2 separate regions of the Sus scrofa genome follow, and region 2 is linked to region 1. The links are chromatin contacts, called in public Hi-C maps. All regions are on one chromosome and are shown on one strand. The core of a region is the stretch at or near the end of the contact, and the rest is flanking DNA. Distances in the headings are between cores, read along the strand shown. Region 1 has its middle 90 kb from the start of GTDC1. Region 2 overlaps GTDC1 (glycosyltransferase-like domain-containing protein 1).

Region 1 (6,080 bases), core at 976-3,475:
AGACCACCTGCCTCGTGTCTGGTCACAGGCAGATCTGTCAGCCTAGAAAACAGAAAGGATTTGGGCAAAAGGAAATCTGTATTTTGGAAACTAAAGCACTGAGTACTGCAAAAAGGCCGCCACAGTGGATTGCTCTCCTGAAAGCACCTGCCCCGATCAACACGGCCCACTTTGGTCCCCACCATTGCCTGTTTGCTCAGAACAGCTGTGCTAGAATCAGGCATGAGCAAGGGCCCCAGCCATCTCCCCTTTCCCTGAACTTCTGAAAAATACAAAAACTCTCCAAGCTGAGAGAGGAGCCAATAAGAAGTAAGGAACATGCAGCAGGTGGTACCATCTGTGCCTGGCTAATTCCAGCCAAAACAATCTGCTCCCTAGAGTTCCCAGTTGTGGAGAAGGAAAAAGAATCTGACAGTGGCAGAGCCAGGGAGGGGGTGCAGCAGGGCAAGTGCTGAGGCTATTATTCAGATGTACTGCTGGTGGGAGAAGTAGATTATCGATGCCAGTGAACTATTATCTCTCCCCTTTTCTCTTTACAACCACTGTTGGAAATTCTTCCAAAGTCTCACTAAGCTGGCAAGTATCACATGCCACACCTGTGAGACAGACATGCAGGCATCCCTGTGAGTCTGTCACCACTGTGATGGGAGGGACAAACATTCCACAGCAAGACTGGGAAGCACAGCCCACCCCAAGATGGGAAAATGGGGAAGGGGGAGGGAGCTTATGTTTATTTTATTCTATTTTCCTAGCAACCGAATTCTCTTCCTCTTGCCTCTTCCTTCTTTGAAAATTATCCACGGTTTAGAGCAGGCTTATAGTCCTCATTTTTGATCCTGGGTTGGCATTTTCTAAGATAAAATTCTTTCACTTGGTGGACTTCCTGGTGAGGAGCAAATCTCCTCCCCTGGCACACTTACAATCATGGGGGAATAAATGCAAGCAATGCAAAGATGGATCAAATTGTCTGTGGTAAGAACTTTTCTTTAAGAAAGTAACAGATAGACAAGAACCATCCTTTTCACAGCATGGAGGAGACAGTGATGTTTTGAGGGTCATGGAAAGACCTGTCCTCCTAAAAGGAAATGTTACCCACTGCAAAATTTCCACCAGCAACTTTAGGTTGAGGCACTGTCTCCAGGAAGTCATCTGTTCAATGCAAATACCTGGGAGGGTTAATATTTGCCTATTGTCATCCTCCCTTAGATTAACTGATGAATTTATAGCTGTGAGTTGAGCTCTGAGGGGGTGGGGTACAGGCAAGTCCCCTTTTATTGGGAGAAGAGAAGGTCTGGATTTCAGGTGCTGACCCAGAAAGCTGGGAGCTCATGGGCAGGTCCTAAAGGAAGGGCAGAGGGTGACTGATATTAATCCCCTGCCTAGGCTGAATTGTGTCCCTTGCAAAAGGCATGCTGAAGTCCTAACCCCTGATTCTTGTGAATGTGACCTTATTTGGAAATAGGGTATTTGCAGATAAAACCAAGTTCAGAGGTTGTCAGTGGGGTGGGCCCTAATCTAACATGGGAAGTGTCCTTATAAGAATAGAGAAATTTGGACATAGACACATGCAAGGAGAATGCCACGTGAAATCAACAAGATTGGAGTGAGGCAGCCACAAGTCAAAGAAAGACAAGGATGCTGGTCAAAGAAGGACAAGGCTTCTGGCCATCACCAAAAGCTAGGACAGAGAAATAGGACAGAAACCTCAGAAGAAAGCAGCCATGCTCACTCTAGCCTCCAGAACCTTTGGACTTCTAGCCTCCAGAACTGTGAGAATACATTTCTGTTGTTTTATGACGCCTAATTTGTGGTACTTACAGTGGCCCTGGTAAACCAATATATGCCCCAAACAAACCACAGTCAGGCTTTCAGTTTTCAGTCCCTGGGTTGGTCTCAAAATCAAGATCAATTTTGGATCGAACCATCCTCTCGGTGCCTGGGCTTTAACAGATAAATATCAGCAGAAATATCCCTTTTGGTTTTGAGATGCTTGTCATCAGGAAAAAAGACAAACTGCCTGCTCTTTTCACCAAATGTCTTCTATAAGGTAATCTTTTTAATTAGGATAATTAAATTTTTGTTTTGAAGGGCACCAAAGTGCAAGCATTATCGTCTGATTTCCTGTAAGGAGTCTTTTTCCTGCCTCCTGTTCCACATGGAGTCCATTAACAAGAGAAGCACCAAGTGAGTCAGACATTATGGTTATAGGTTTGTGGCTCATGTCAGTGCTAAGAAGAGGGAAATGAGAAAGAAAAACATAAATTGGGAAATAAGTGTTAGAGGGCAGACTAAGATAATGGAAGGAGCAGAGAACAGAGGAAGAGGGTATTGTGTGGGAACCAAAAGCTTGCTTCAGGTAGGAAATTTCAGAGAGACGTACAGTAACATTGCTAAATTCAGGGAAAGGGGTGGAATCCAAGCAGCTCTTTCTGGAGTGTGAATTCAGTAAGAGAAATCAGGGAAATGTGCCCTCTCCCTTGATTAGTCTGATCTTAACCTTTCTCAGCCCCAAGTCTCCTGGGAAATCAGCTAGTAACTCCTGCAATATACTCACATCCCTGAGATTTGGGGAGGATGTTGGGAGTTTAGGGGTAAGTTAACATGAAAGCCCAAGACAGGAGGGAGTCAGCTGAAGTGTGTTCTGATATATTGATAAACTGCTCTGGTCCTCAGTGGCCTAAAGCTGGGGATCAGTGAGGCTGGGTTCTGGGTCAAGTTCTCAGATGTACACGTGAGCTTTGTTCTGCCCTGTTACTCCTAGCATACTGCTGCCCACCCACCCATGAAGGGGTCGCGGAAGTACAGGTATGAAGGTCAGGGAGTAGTTCACTGAAAAACTCTCACCTCTTTCTGAAGAGAAGCAAACCCAACTCCACATCTTCTTCACAGAGGCCAGCATGCTGTCCTTTGCACTTTATTTCTAGAAGATGGTATATCATCTTAAAAGCCTGGTTTAATTTGCTTTTCTCCAAGCTTTGTGGTATTTTTTATATGCCATTAGTCAGTTATTGCATGTAACTAGCAATAACAGTCCCACCTAATGTATTTAATTTGTTTTGAAAATCATAGCACATCTTTACACACAGAAGAGGCAGCTTTTAACTCCATTGATGACTTCCTCTTTAAAAATCCTCCTTTAAATCCCTAACCACAGTCTTGGTTTTCTTCCTACCCACTGACCAAGCTCTGCCTCCTTCACTCAGTCTTTAAATGGTGGCATTTCCAGGGTCCCTCTGGGGCTCTCTGCTCTCCTCATTCTGATCACTCTGCTTCAGTGACTCAACAAAGTCTCAAAAATGCATCTCCGCAGTAAGACTTGCCTCCTGTGCACTAGACGAGTGCATGCAAATGAGTACTGGGCATCGCCACCTGACGGTCTCAAAAGCACTTGGAATTTAGCACGTCCAAAATGGACATGGGCACATCTCCCTCCTGCCTTCCCACCCACCCAACCCCACCAAAGCCTGATGAATGTCACTTCCTGGGTCACTTAGGTGGAAATCTTGAGAGTCATCCTGCTCTATCTCTAAATGGGTTATCAGGTCTTGTGAGTCATACTCCCCATTATCTCTCCTACTTGTTCCTCTTCCTCCATCACTGTTATCACCCCCCTTCTTTCAGGCTACATCAGCTCTTAAGAATCGTCCTCACAGCCTTTTCACTGGGCACCTGACCCCCGTCCCATGCAAGGTGCTGCCTCATCCTAACACAGCAGAGAATAGAGCAGTCACTTGAGGGTGGATGGAGGAGCTAGCGGAAGAATGCCCCTTTTAAGTTCTTTAGAGCTCTTTCTTAATATTCTTCACATATGTCTTTTTTGGACATTGTTTCATCACAGTCTTAACAACTGTTATGTTGACATAGCGCCTTAAATACTGTTGAAAAGAATGTGCTCAAGAGAAACAACTAGGCCCACCCATAACTATGCTTGTGGTCTTATCATCTTCTAATTCATCCCACATTTCTACATTGGCCAAAAGTGCTCTTTTGGTACTTTTATGCTTTCATGTTTATCTTCTCCTCACTAACCTTGTAAGCTTTTGAAGGGTATGGACAACATTGTCCATAGTCCCACCTCTCCATGAGTTACTGACACCAGGTAGACATTCAATAAATATTCGCTGAGTCAATTAACTACTGCAAATTTGATTATGCCAAAACCTTTCTCTTAAATCCTTCAGTAGTTCCCCAAAGCACCCAAAATACAATTCATATTCCTTAGCTTGGTCCACAAAGCTTTCATCAGCTGACTGCTCCTTGCCTCCCTTTAAATCAGCTTTCTGCTTGAACATATCTCTATTTTTTTTTTTTTTTTTTGTCCTTCAGAGCATAGCTCAAGAGTCACTGCCTTAAGACGATCTTCCACAAAACCTTAGTCTTAGATGTGCCCTCCTCTGGACTTCTGCACATGCTTCACTAATGCACTATCCAAGGGTTGGTTTCACAAAGGTGATGTCTTTCTGGAAGATCATGACTGTGAACATTCTGACTCCAGCACCCAGCAGAAAGCTGGAGACCCAGGACGAACCCAGAAAATGTGTGAGTCCTGTGGGAAAACCTCTTCCTACCAACCCCGATCATTAGCCAAACAGAGGAACAATTCAGTGACAAGAAAATAACATAGAAAGTGAGTGATCTAAAAACAAGGAACTGTGAAAGGACCCCAATGCAAACCAGAAATTTGTAATCCAATACCCTTGAAGAGCTTTGAAAACCATTTATGAGATTATATTGGAGCACAAATTTTACCCATCTGGATTAACAACTTCGTTTCTCAAATAACCACTAATTATATGTAGCAGCACCAACTTCCACGACCGTCATCTAGATATTGATTGAATTGTAAAATTAGTGAGGCAAAACTCACTACAATCCAAGTGAGGTGGGTTAAAGGAAACACGAATAAATTAGCTTTCTACCTAGTACTGAATGTGAGCGTAGCCTTTAAACTATTTTAACAATGACTCAGATGGGGAACATGAACTAAGTAAAAAGAGGAAGGAGCCCAAAGTAATCTGGGATGCCTTTTCTTCAACTTCTCTGGAATTGTCAATTACCTCAGTTTCCTGACAAAACTTTGCTGATGTCAGTAATTTACAGTAACAATCAGCAAGATAACAGCACGTTTGTGTAGGCCAGAGGTAAATCTGGGTCTGCCATTCGCAATATATCCCGCAGTGAAGGACAGTAGGAGGCATGAGAAAAGGTACAATTTCTATCAGAGATTTTTAAGTAAAATGAAATCCATATGCTTATATCACAGAGCAAGTGAGTCCCCGGTCCTCACTATTCTTTCCCAGGCAATAGAACTACTTCCTTCTTTTATAAGGACTGCACCATAGATGCTACTAGAAGATGCTCTGCATTTGTGTCTTAAAATTGCATATGCCAGAACCCACTGTGAGTACCCTCTGCATTTAGGGAACTGTGAGTAATTGCAAAAGAGGTAGCAGGTCCCATGGTTGCTTTGGATGGTGCACAATTATTTACATGAAGTTAAGACAAACAAGTGGAAGAGAGACAAAATAACCTTTTGCTGACAGGAATCTTCTGCAAACCAATATATATGACTAAACTGAATTTCTGGAGTCCCAGAGACAATTACAAAACTTTTTTTCTCCAGCCATTGTGACAACACGCCTGACAAATTCCATCAGCCTGCTTTGTCCCAGTGTGTGAAGCCCACAGATCACGAAGGCAGTTAGCTGGAACTTTAGTTCCTTGGGGTCAACATCGAAAGCTTCATTTATCAGTGTGTGGTACTGAGTGTGCCCTGACCGCAGGCTTTCCCTGAAAGTTGCTTTTCTTGGTGTTCTCACAAAGTTGCTGATGTGAAATGGTTCTCTCATGATTTTGCTTTTTTCTCCTAAAGCTAAGGACAGCAAAACCAGAACATTTAAACCGAGGGTTCCGATGGTATTTCCTGGTCAATACAAGGAAAGGTCGTAAAGGATTCTTAGATTCCTTCCTATAAAGTTTACAATGTGTGAGAGTAGTTCTGGTTAAGGGAGTTTTCCCTGCATGATCAAGAAGCTCTGTGGTAGAGGGGTGAGAGGTTGTGCTTTCTCATGCAAAGACCT
Region 2 (5,926 bases), core at 791-3,290, 420 kb after region 1:
AGATAGATTCACCCTTGTTCCTATAAACTGATATAAAAAAAATGCTGTTTCTTAGGAGATAATCTACAATGCTTACTGTACTATCAGTTATTGCATTTAAATAGCAGACCTATGGTGGAGTGATAGAAGATGTGATTTCTACTAGGAATCCTTGTGTAATACCCTTCTCTAGGAATTTGAGGTCCTTTATGTTTGAAAATGTAGCATCTCTATCATCATTTCACAAGTGAGAAAATTAAGGCATTGTATTAATGGCTTATTTAGGAGCCAGACTACCTCATAGAAACAGAAAGAAATTTTGTCTAAGTCTTCCCCTGCATGGGATGGTGTCATTGTCACTTATGTGTCTTTCAGGAAGTACCAAGTTCAGTGTTCATAACTCACTGGTTCCCTCCTCTTCCTTCCCTCACCAGGCAAAACAGTGCAATGAGCGGCAGGGGTGGCCCACATGGTTGGTTTTAAAAGGGGAATGAGAGCCTCTGTGGTGTTGCCGATACTTTAAGTATTCTTATGACCATTATCATACCTGTAGGGAGGTTTTCAGTCTCTACATCCATCCCAGGCCCCTGGCACTTCCTCTGGTCTTACACTCCACTGGGCTTATACATCATGTAACTTTCTTGGCTCTCATGGTAAGCATTTATTTTTGTAACCTCCCTATTTGCAATGTGGGGAAACTGAGGCTGAGGGAAGGCTGAGTTGCTTTGGCTCCCATGGTGGTAGAGGCAGGTCTAGGACTCAGCCTCTTTAAGGAAGTGGTCAGTTCACCTGGTTCAGACCATCCTTTCAAGAAGGGGAAGGGGACTCTGTCTGTCCATCCTTTCCCCCTTTCCTTCTCCTCCTGTTTCTTTTATGATCAGAAACAACACGGATGAGGAAGTTGCTAGTACCTGACTGTAGATTTATTTCCTGTTCCTCCTGGCCTGGCCACACTTGTATTCTAAGTAACCATGAGGAGAGGAATGCAAAAGACTTGATTCCTGGTCCTAAGATCTCAAGCTTTGTGGTACCTGTGATGTTTCTGAACAGGTGAGTCTTCTCTCTTGCTTTTCACGTCACACAAGGAGAAGTTGCCTATCCTCAGAGATGGAAGGCTGGCCCTTTATCCACAAGGCTGCCCCCATGATGCTGCCTGGTGCAAAGGGCCAAGGGCAGAGGGAGCAGGTGGCATCAGCAGCAGAAGCACCTTTAATTGTGCCACATAGGGCCAGATTCCTCTCATCCCAGATAGATAACCCAGAAATTACATCCTGAAACTTAGTTCCCGAGAAAGAAAATGAAGGGGAGGGATAACTTTAAAAGAAGATACTTCTAATATGGTATTAGACTGTAATTCATAGGGAAATTTATGCCTGAGATATGAATTTCTGAAAATAGGGGTTTTTTTAAAAAAGAGAAACACTGACACATCCTTAATTATAGAGTAATAAATACCAGTGGTATATTATCTCCTGATATTTCCTTACACGGATATCAAAGCATGCAGCTGTTTTTGAAAACTGATAATCAAGTACAATATAAGTATATTACATCGTGAGCTCACAGCACACCCTTCAACTAAGCAGCTTTGTGGAGCACTTAACAGTGAGAAGCAGAGCTGCTTATAGTAGAAACCTAACTGAACAAATTAGCCTTGAATTGTAACTTAAGAATCATAGTCAAACCAAAATGCCTGTCCTTGCCAGGAAAGGCATTCCAAAGGCAAAGAGCACGCCAAGTAAAAAGCCTTTGCTTCAGGATTATGGAGGCGGTTCTCAAAAGCCAGCGTAACTTAATGATCAATCAGAAAAATATAGAGCAGTAACTTCACAACCGAAGGATACATAAAAATTGTACAAAGCATTAATAGAGGGATGGGGAGGGAATGGGATTTTAACAGAAAGCGTCAAGGTCTTAGAAAGCTCTAGTTATTGCTTTCTTTCCAGGCAGCAAAAAGAAAGAAAGAGAGACAAACATGGTCAAAGAAAAGTACATGGACAAATGTGGGGGGTAGGAAAGGAAATGAAGGTTAAACAAGGCCAATATGATTCAGAATGAAAGGGAGGGAGGCGAGTGTAAGGAGCCAGCTGCGATTACTAAATGTTACATTAAGAAGAGCTGAACTTGAGAAGGGGAGGTCTGGGTATTTTACTAAGTGGATTAATGTTCTCTTCCTGGGGTGTCTGAAGTTGCAGATTTTAATTTATTTCATACAGGATTTTATTGTGAAATTCTTAATGGGGTGGGGGATAAATAGACAATTATAAACAGTAAAAAAGGGACATATAATGCTTTTTATAGATTTAATTATAATAAACACAGTTTGCAACTATGGACACAGGTAAGTGGTCCAAAAAATAGTCCTTAGTAATAGAACTTCAATGAAATTTAGAGGAAGTTTAAAAGACCAAAAAAAAAAAAAAAAAAATTTAACAACCGCATAGATGTGTGAAGCCAAGGATTTGGAGTGACTTAGGGGCTAGTTTTATTGCCGCTCTCCTTTCTCCACCCATTTAAAAAAATAAATCATAACTCTGGCATTTAGAAACCCAGTCATGAACATCATTTATTCGTATAAACTCAACCCTGTGCTGTTCTTTGGTGGGTGGTAAAAACATGAACTGGCCTAAAACAAGGACAGCAGGATGATCCTCTCAAACACTGGAATGCTGTAAGAAAAGAAAAACTCCTATTTTCTCTTTCACCTTATTTGTGTTAGTGAAGGGGTAAGTCAAAAAGTGGAGTGGGTGTGGCTAAATCAATGCTTCCAGGAAGATTTTAAAGGTTTTCCTAAATAGGTATCAGAAGAAGGGTGGGCTGGGCACCTAGTGTGATTCACATCAATTTATTAATCTCACCTACCACCACTTTTGGAGAAGGTGGCAAATTAAGGAAGGCTCTGTACCTTCTACAATGGAAGAGACTAGAGCAGAAATTTAATTGTGTTCCCTGAGTGTTAATGCTGCTGTCATCTGGCTGGCAACCAGTCCACAAACTTATTGGTTCAGGCATTTGTCTGGCCAATAACTAAGAATCATTTAAGTTGAAAATATGGACCAGGAGGTATTTCAGAATTACTGATATGCAGCTATTAATCTTGAAGGCAAATAGCAGTATTTGGTGGTGTGGGCAAATCACTTAACTGGAACCACATGAAAAAGAATTTCAGTTTTTTGTTTTGTTTTGTTTTAATGCTTTGAGGAAGATTGCACCAGAGGAAAATAACTGCAAATAAAAAATGGAAAAATAGCTACAAAAAGGAAGGTTGGTAAAATGACTAAGCAAAGCAGTAGGTTCTGTTGCCTCCAACCTGCTGCATCAATTGTATCAGTAAACAGATTAAGAAATCCCACATTCCTGTTTCTCAAACTGACCCAGCAACGAGAGGAAGAAAATACAGAAAAGTGAGTGCAATGCCTGGTGGCTCAGGGTGCCCCTCAAAGGTCATCGCTCTAATTTCAGTGTTAGAAATTGAGGGCACAGAACTAGGGGTTGGTATTGGTCACAGAGTGAGCTTTGGCTTCTGAACAATTCTCTACCCTCGGTGAAGAATTTAAGACGTCATGGAGTTGAACTGGTGTATTAAATCCCAGGCACACGGTAGAGATTGTTTTGTGATCATAATGAATTAAGAGTAAAGGCATCAATGCATACATCTCTCCTTTTTCCTCTAGAGCCCAGAGGCATAGGGTACCTGGTGGTCTCTGGTGCTGGCAGCTATGTTCCCTGGTTTTCAATCGGCTTGGCTTTTCTCCTAGATTTTTGTAATAGCAGGCCGGGCGGGGGAAAAAGTAATCTACAAAATTGCAAATTGCAAAACAAAATATGCAAGTGCGTGTGTACGTGCGCACGCGCGCCCTATAGTATTTCACTGAAGATAATGAATTGCTACACTTTAAGCACTAAATATTAAAACTTAAAAATGTGTAAGTAATGAGGTTTTAGGAAGCAAAATGTACTCGGAGTATATATAGCACTTTTTTTTTTTTTTTTTTTTCCAAGAGGTTCCCCAGACCTCTGGGCGCGTCAGCAAACTGTCCTCCTACACGAGGAGCGAGCAGCTGCGATTTGGCCCCAGGCACCACCTACCCAAAGTCACTACCTAATGTATTTTACATTCGCACCGATGATAAAGAGGGAGAGGTGGGTTTAAAAAAAAAAAAAAAAAAAAAAAGAGAAGGTACCTTCCCCTCACCCCCAACATTCTGTGCTCCCTTTTGTCCCTGCCATCAGCTGACACGTGGAAAATGTGGTGTACGGTTTTGCTTGCCTTTAATCTGTAATTAAGGATTCCTTGTTCGGGGCTGGCTACCTCTTTGGTCTTCCCTCCCTGCCTCTCGGGTCTTCCGCCCTTGGTCGGGTCTGGCCCCGAGCCGCAAGCTGGGGACTCCGGTGGCCCGGCTGGGCCGCAGGGAGGGGTCGGTAGCGAGGTGCTCGGGCCCGGACGGAAGGAGCGCTCGCCTACCCGAAAGCGCGCGCCCGGGAACCCGACCCACTCGCCCCGAGCCTCCGACGAGCCTGCGCCCAGCGTCGGGTTAGAGGTGCCGGAGCCTGCGAGAGCCGGAGAGTCTGAGAGCGGTTCCGGGGCTTGCGGGCGCTCACCGCGCGTCTTCTCCCCGGGGCCGATGTGCCCCAGCTCCCGTCCGCGGCGGCGCTAGCCCTCGATGCCCTGCTCGGTCCCGTCCAAAGCGCCTGGAGGTAGTTCTACACCTCTTCCGGCGCAAAAAAAAGGGACGGAGGGGGGACGTCGAGGTCACAAAGTCGAGACCTAACCACTTCTGCGGCGCTGAGCTGGAGGAACCACGAGGCCGCAGGGCCAAGACAGCTCCGCGCCACCGCCGCGCTCCCGCTCACACTCGCGCGGACTCCCGGGCAGAGCCTCGCCTGCACGCGCACGCCAGCGCGCGCACAGCCCGACACGCGCACACTGTCACGCACCCTCACGGACACGCACCCCGCACGCGCGCACAGACACTCACATGCTGACACACGCACACGTGGCGGGAGGCCCAGTGCTTCCCCGGCTCCTTGGTGCCAGGCTTAACTGGTCCCCCTCCGCACCTCCGAGAAGGCGGCGCTGCCCCGGCGGGCAGAATTCTTCTCTATTCTTCTTAAGTGTTTTATTGAACTTGGTTTTGAGTCCGACAGGCTCAGTGCTCCGTGAGAGAATCCAATGAAGATGCACTAAGCAAAACCAAAAAAGTAATTTCCCTCCTCCTGTCCTTTAAAAAAAAAAAAAAAATTTAAGCCAAAACGGAGAATGGAGTGGGGTTGGGCACGGGGACGCCCCCCACCCCCGTAGGGATTCTGACTATTAATTTTAAAATACTCCCCTATGACTGCTTACTCAGCCCTGTTATTTCAGTCCCACCCGCTAGTCCTAGGACGCTTTCCTTTTCACTTCTTACCTGTGCTTTGGAGTGAAAACTGTTTCTCCTGATCTCCAATTGGTTATTTCGTTATTTCCGAGGCAGAAGGGGGTGAGGGACAGATGAGTTAAGCGGTGTTTGGGTGGGAGAAAATTTAGTTCTATCACACTGATTTCCAAAAAACTTGGGGAAACGTTTAATAGCATATTGAGGATTCGATATTTTTTAAAGCGTCCTCCTCCTTTCCCGTGTTACTATTTATCATCAGGTATTTATTTGCGTGTACACATTTAAAATTGTCTGTGAATGAGAAAAATGCCCCTTGTTCTGGATTTCACCAGCGCCTTTTGTGTTTCTGCCCATCTAGGTGTAGCATGCTTTCCTCTCTCCCACCCATCGCTAAACGGTGTCTTCAGTGATCAAACATAAGAAACCTTAGCCTGGAGTGGTGGTGACCATTGCTGGTCATCTGTTGCTCAAGATTTTATCTCCTCTGGTTGGGAATTGTCCTCAAATTGTAGAGTTGAAGATACAGGTTGGTTGATAGTTTAAAATGTGAGAAGAGCTCTCAGGAAGTA

Evidence for each region. Hi-C and Micro-C count contacts between places; a contact is called where the count stands out from the background.
Region 2: a contact with region 1 is called in a Hi-C map of embryonic fibroblasts, with 2.2 times the contacts expected there. The contact joins two enhancer-like sites. A contact is called at or near these places in 1 of 47 Hi-C or Micro-C datasets (embryonic fibroblasts) and 2 of 2 datasets of contacts at active chromatin or transcription factors (alveolar macrophages and skeletal muscle).

The regions. Positions count from the first base shown.
Region 1 is chr15:7,636,161-7,642,240 of Sscrofa11.1, forward strand. No RefSeq gene overlaps it. Among named protein-coding and RNA genes, the nearest start is that of GTDC1, 90 kb to the right of the region's middle. Within about 2 kb of position 2,226, at least 4 of the 83 cell types and tissues checked have an H3K27ac peak or open chromatin away from gene starts, as enhancers often do. A contact at or near this core is called in embryonic fibroblasts, where this site is marked.
Region 2 is chr15:8,054,186-8,060,111 of Sscrofa11.1, forward strand. All of the region lies in intron 12 of GTDC1 (glycosyltransferase-like domain-containing protein 1), which reads left to right. Among named protein-coding and RNA genes, the nearest start is that of GTDC1, 330 kb to the left of the region's middle. Within about 2 kb of position 2,041, at least 24 of the 83 cell types and tissues checked have an H3K27ac peak or open chromatin away from gene starts, as enhancers often do. A contact at or near this core is called in embryonic fibroblasts, where this site is marked.